Regions from separate parts of the Mus musculus genome. Here region 2 is linked to region 1. The links are chromatin contacts, called in public Hi-C maps. All regions are on one chromosome and are shown on one strand. The core of a region is the stretch at or near the end of the contact, and the rest is flanking DNA. Distances in the headings are between cores, read along the strand shown. Region 1 overlaps Mctp1 (multiple C2 domains, transmembrane 1). Region 2 has its middle 270 kb from the start of Arrdc3.

Region 1 (3,254 bases), core at 234-2,733:
AGAGATTAACTCTGGTGGTTAAGGCCTCAATTTACAACTCCCACACATATGCACACATTGAGCACAGCACAGGAGTGGATTGAAATTTCAGTCAAATTGTGGACAGCCTTTCACAGCCTGAGAAAGTGGCACTAAGGTTTGAAACTTTGATGCACTAAATTCTTTTAAGGGAAAATGTTTGAGTAACTGAAAATACTTCTAAGTACAATGTCCTCAAGTCAGCTGCCCAGAGAAAGGTTCCTGTTTCTCTGTACCATCAAAGCAAAACTAGGGGCTGACTGGTCCTGTTCACTGGGGAATAATCTTTCCAGCATGAAATCACATGTTCCCTAAAACTGGCCAGATTATGGGACCAGAAAGACCAACTGAGGAGTGTGTATGTGTGTGTGTGTGTGTGTGTGTGTGTGTGTGTGTGTGTGAGAGAGAGAGAGAGAGAGAGAGAGAGAGAGAGAGAGAGAGAGAGAGAGAGAGAGAGAGGAGCCTAATTTCTACTTGTTCATTTCTTCTGTATTGAGTGAGACTTTCTTTGAAGAAAATTTAGTGAGTTATCTTTAAACCGATGATGAGTTCTTTCAAGTTTCAAAAGGAAGAGGAGAGTTCTCTTTCTCAGCCCTTGCTCCCACTTTCTCCAGATTGTGAGTTCTGCTCAGCAGCCCTTCTCTCAGCTTTGCCCTGGGCTGTGGTGGTTCCACACCCCCTCCTCATTTTACCAGGGTTGTAGGAGGTTTGGTTGTTATCGTTTGTGGGTTTTGTTTTTTTTCTCCTGAGGAAGAGGTCACAGCCTCTCCAGGGAGACCAGCTGGTCAGCTTCAGAAACAGTGATACGGGGAACTGGGAACCTTTGAGAAGCTGCTCTGCCTTGCCACTGTGTTAAAGGGTGCCCACACAAACTGTCCTATCCCAGGTGAACTGACTTTGAAAATGAATGTACCATTTCTTTCAGAAAGTAATAGAAGGGGGGGTTATGATTCATAGTCATTAAAATTGTCCCATTAATTGAACATTTCTCCCTAAACTAAGCTGTTCATAAAAGACTTGTAGCATATCAGCCTCATAGTCTAGAAAACAAGTAGTTATTAAAAAGAAATGTTTAGTGCCCCCTTTATTTGCATATACTTTTTTCCATGTTTTCCTTTTGGAAAACTGTCTTCATTGTTGAAAAATATTTAAGTAACAAAACAGCATAAAAAGACACGCTACAGATTTTTTTTTTAAATCGGCCTCTGAGATGAGAGTCTTATTATCTTACAAAATAACAGTGAGCAGCTCAGATTCATTAGCAGAGCTAAATTTAAGCCCCATTTGACAGGCTGCCTAGAAAACATTTTGTTTTGCTGTCTGTGGGCTTTAATTAAGATGTGTTCAATTGCAGTCCTCTTCAGTCTAGCCCCCACCCCCAACTTGCTGTGTCACAGACCAGCGATCAGACACTTTTAGACGGTCCGGCCCATGACTTTGACCTTCTGCGGCAGTCCAGCGTTCCCTGGGGAACCGTTCAACTCATGAGGTCTGATTTCACACTTCCTGGATGCCTCTGCTCTCTTAACAATGACAGGGAGACAAAGCCCTTTAGAGCAGGCCGCATGGGGACTTGTTTAAATTGGAAACCAGAGAGGAGTCAAGGAACAAGGTTAGGGGCTACAGAATAGTGCTTTTAATAAAGAGCTCACAGCTCTGGCTCAGCTCAAAGAGGTCTACCTCTGTACAATTAATTGAGCCATTTATCTGGAGCATCTTAGGTCTCTACTTTCTCACAGACTTGCGTGGTAAATATCAGCTACGAAGCAAATGAGATATGCATGAAATGAATTTGAACACTGTGATTACTGTGCCTCCAGTCTTCATTAAAAGTAAATTTATTTGTATTTCTGACCTCATTATCAGTAGCTGCCTACGTTTTTATTGGTTCCTATGATTTCCAGCTTGAGTGTGTCATGAAGGTATATTATATGCAGAGATTGGGATTTATTATTCTTGGTATGTCCCCTAAACATTATGGGTCTATTCTGAAAAAGAAAATAAAAAAGCAGGCTGTAGAAGAGAAAAATCAAGTCAGATCCTGAAAGCTATTATGGCCAGTTGGAGACATTAGTAGCATGCAGGTATACATAGATATAATATATATAATATATATCGTATATACAATATTATATGTAAAACAGCCTTTAAATAATACACTCTCCTTAAAAAATAACCAGTGTGTTCATTTAGCAAATTGTACAAAATGCATGTAGTTGTTGTGTCAAATGTTTTTCCAAATCCTGTTGTCTTGTTGAATGGGGACGCCAGCTTGTTTCCCCCATGGCATTGTAGCAGTATGAGTTTTAGCAACATGGACCTGTAGTTGCCATTGTCATGTAATTATGCTGACAGTGTCCAATAAGCATTGTCTTCATTTTATGATCATTAGTTAAAATCTATGATGGAAGAAGAGAATATATGCAGCCTTTAAAATATACATCATTCCACCTAATGGAGCAGATAAAAGAAGAGAGTAAAATAATTTATAGCTAAAGGAAATACATGAAGGTATTGCCATTATTTACTATCTTAAGATTATATTTGTTACAGAAATGGATGCACACAGTCATCCATTGGACATAGCACAGGGTCCCCAATGAAGGAGCTAGAGAAAGGACCTAAGGAGCTGAAGGGGTTGGCAGCCCCATAGGAGGAACAACAATATGAACTAACCAGTACCCCAGAGCTCCTAGGGACTAAACTACCAATCAAAGTGTACACTTGATGGGACTCATGGCTCCAGCTACATATGCAGCAGAGGCTGGCCTAGTCGGTCATCAATGGGAGGAGAGACCCTTGGTCTTGTGAAGGCTCGATGCTCCAGTGTAGGGGAATTCCAGGACAAGGAAGCAGAAGTGGGTAGGTTAGTGAGCAGGCGGTGGAGGGTAGGAAGGCTTTACAAGTGGAAATGAGGAAAAGGGATAAAATTTGAAATGTTAATAAAGAAAATTTAAAAAGAAAAGAAAGATTGTGTTTGTTGATACAAAGAATAAATATCAAAAAATTGAACTGTTTCCAAGGTATGCTTTATGTCCATGATATAAGTTAATGTCTCCATTTGCTTTTGAATAAGCTACATAAGTTTTTTAGCAGTATACTTTGATTAACTATTTTATCTAATTCATAAAGCATCAGAAGGCATTCTTGTTATGATAATGTACATGATTTAGAAAAATATCCATATGTACAAACTCACATGGGATATATGCATTAAGGTTCTTCAGATATTTGCT
Region 2 (3,254 bases), core at 225-2,724, 3.8 Mb after region 1:
AATGCTGTCTAAAAACGTAATGCAGAGTTGGTACAACTCTGTAAACGCCACCCCTCTGCAAAACCCAACCAAGCCAATTTCCAACAGCCAACATTTTCCATTTTATTTCCTCTATAATATTTAGCTCTTTGCTTTAATTACACTTGATATTTGTAAAGAGAAAGCTGGCGTTGTAATAATTGGATGGCTTTTTTTATCTATGTTGGCAGAGATAGAATTTTCTCTTATATTCGAGGAGCAATACAAAAGCAAAACCTCCTTTTCACAAACTCAATGCCAGAAGTACCCTCTGAGTCACACAGTTTCTTGAAATCGTGTTGTTCTGAAAGTTCTGAGATGTGCTATCTTCAAGCTGTTGCGAGGATCGCACTTTTCTAAGTTAGAAGCCTGTCACGGCAGGCGCATCAGACCGTACGCACCTCTCCTAGATGGGCTTCTCTTTGGTTACTTTCGTAACTCCTTTCTCTGTAACTGCCACATCCTTTCCTGGCTCCTGTTGCTTCGATTCTTATCCTTTCTTTCTTCTTGCTTCTTTCACTTCCATCATTTTCCCTTTCTTTTCTCCCTTTCTTTTTGTCCCCTACATTCCCCCCTCTTATCTTAATCCATCTCTCATTCAGGTTACAGAGGAGAAAAAAAGTAATAACAGTCATTTAAAACTGAAGAAAACAAAATGTGTGGGTTCCTACATAGAAGAATAATTTTCTTCCTAACCACAGTCTTTTTTATCTTCTGGGAAAAATATTCAAACTGAATAATTAAATTTCAGAAACTCGGAACAATATTTTCAGCTTTGAAAGAATAAAAATATGAATCTTCTATTACAAAAAATTCTGAATTAAACACTTTACTATCCATAAATTATTAATGATTGAGGATACTGTAAAATATGATTACATTTTGTCATTAAGTAAGAAGCATTGCATTAAATCTAGGGCACCTTGGTCTTGAGTGGTTGTAAAGGCAACTGTGAGTTGACCAAGCTTCAGACATAAACGTTAGAGTCTGTGAACATGCAAAGCACCTAGACTTTATGCTTCCACATCTCTGTACTTTTTAAATAGCAGGAAGTTACTTAAATTTTAAAATTCACTTTGTAAGAAAACTAGCTAGCTCTGCAAGCACGAGTCGCAAAATTTCCATGTATATTCACATGATACCTGTTTTGAAAGGACAGTTACCTGTTTTCAGTCACAACTTAGGTGTAAATCTTTAAAATTTTAGCTGACAGGTTTTACTATGTAATAAAACATGTCAAATTTGAGCTGACAAGTGAGTTTCATTTTTTGGAAGGTTTTGCCTCACACCTTTTCCCATTATAATACAAGGACTACTTAGCCATATGATTTTCTGCAAAACTTAACAGAAAATGTAAAACATAATGCATGTCTCAACATCTTAACATTTACATGGAAGAGCTCCGGGCAGGGAGAAAAGGAGTCTTGCTAAATTCAGAACAAGTACTGTCTGTAAGCAAGGAGGCTGCCAGCCTACATCTGCCCTCCTCCCCGTCCTTGCCTGCTATACCCAGCCTGAAGACGGTTTCCCTATCTCTGGAATATATCTGAAATTCTCAATTAAGCTATCTGTGGAATTATAATACCACATTACCCAGTCACAAGTACCAAAGCAGATGATCCCGACGAAGAGACGCTAGCCTGGAAGCAAGCTAACCACAGACTCACAGTTTGTCTTTTAATAGCTGCAAGGATGCAAAGCCCAATCACCCCACTAAGTGTGCACACGCACCAGACATTTAATCAAACTGGAAATTACGAGATAATGGATTATGCTAATTCAGTTTAAGTCACAATTCATGTTGAAAATAAATACTGCTCCAACAAGTTATATAAATAACAAGGTTCTTTTGGTGTGAGTGTTGACTACAGGTTGGTGAAATATTAAAATGTATATACTTCACTAAATACATGTGTGTGTGCCTGTGCATAAAATTACCTTACCCATTCAGCATAATCATTAGCATGAGCATTAAATAACAAGAACTGACACTGTAGTTGGGCTACAACAGAACTTCCTAATTTTGCGCTACATCCTTAAATGAAAAGAGACATAAAAATTATATTTGCCTACAAACTTTTAATTATTTAACTTTTTAATAATAAATAGTTACAATCTTAATTTTTCATGCAATTATCTCAACATTAAACAGAAAATAATATTTATTTATTATCAAATGTTGCATAACAAAAGAAATGGTCTGCTGTTATTAAAAATGGACCACTAGCACCCCCTTCTGATATAAAAAGGAAAGAAAAATATTCTTAGGACTTGAAAAGACATTCTACACTAATCCTGCAAGCAGCTGTCTCAAGTCAGATTCATGCCAATTCTTCTCTGATTTAATAATAAACCCTAGTTTTTCTCCTAAGATGTTGGCTATTCTGGCGTTTGACTGTGTTTGCCACCATAGCAAGCATGACAGAGGCTGAGAATCATGAAATCAAATGTCCTTTATTCAAATTGAGTTTTAAAATAAATTCAAGAAATTGCCTTCTTAAAGAGCTGAAGTTTTTATCGTCATCGGCTATATATTCGATTGTGTGAAAGCCAATAAACTTGAATCTATATCTGGCTTAATCACATTAAATGTCATGTTGCTGCACTTTTCACCAAATCCGAGCTGATAGCCACCGACACACTCATTCATTACACTCTTTTCTGACATAACATAAAGGGCAAAAGGCAGTATGATAGATTAAAAAGATATTATGGTGCAATATTAATTATAGCATCAGCACCTTTTCTAGCTCAGGCTGCATATAAATGTCTATTTTCATTTTCACATTCACAATATACTTTGAAGGAAAATGGATTTATTACATAGTAAATGGAAATTTTGGTCAGATATTTTGTGTTAGGATGGAATTAAGAATTGGCACACTAGAAATTTTGAAATTTCTATCTTTAATGCCATTATTTTATGCAACTCTTGTAAAAATCTAAGATGAAAAGGTATCATATGAGGGACAATATCATAAAACAGAAACAGTCAAAATTTCTTCTCCATGGAACCAAAAATCTGATGTAATCTTTGTTCCCCCAGGGACTGTTAGAAAGGTATAACAAAACGATTGTTTTCAAAAGAGATATATTACAATAAAAGATACTCTATCCCTAACTGGTAATAGTCTGTTGCAGCATTGAAAATATGACACCAAGTCTCTGAAATTTTCCATTGGTAAAATGACCTATGAATCAATCTTATTTAAAATAATTAAAATTGTTACCTTGAA

What was found. Hi-C and Micro-C count contacts between places; a contact is called where the count stands out from the background.
Region 2: a contact with region 1 is called in a Hi-C map of cortical neurons, with 5 times the contacts expected there. The contact joins two enhancer-like sites. A contact is called at or near these places in 1 of 39 promoter capture datasets (hippocampal neurons) and 3 of 484 Hi-C or Micro-C datasets (cerebral cortex, cortical neurons and cranial neural crest).

The regions. Positions count from the first base shown.
Region 1 is chr13:76,809,223-76,812,476 of GRCm38.p6, forward strand. The region is part of intron 10 of Mctp1 (multiple C2 domains, transmembrane 1); the gene reads left to right. Among named protein-coding and RNA genes, the nearest start is that of Gm24519, 210 kb to the left of the region's middle. RefSeq lists an enhancer at 657-2,657. Within about 2 kb of position 1,484, at least 53 of the 459 cell types and tissues checked have an H3K27ac peak or open chromatin away from gene starts, as enhancers often do. A contact at or near this core is called in cortical neurons and hippocampal neurons, where this site is marked.
Region 2 is chr13:80,611,772-80,615,025 of GRCm38.p6, forward strand. No RefSeq gene overlaps it. Among named protein-coding and RNA genes, the nearest start is that of Arrdc3, 270 kb to the right of the region's middle. Within about 2 kb of position 1,475, at least 10 of the 459 cell types and tissues checked have an H3K27ac peak or open chromatin away from gene starts, as enhancers often do. A contact at or near this core is called in cortical neurons and hippocampal neurons, where this site is marked.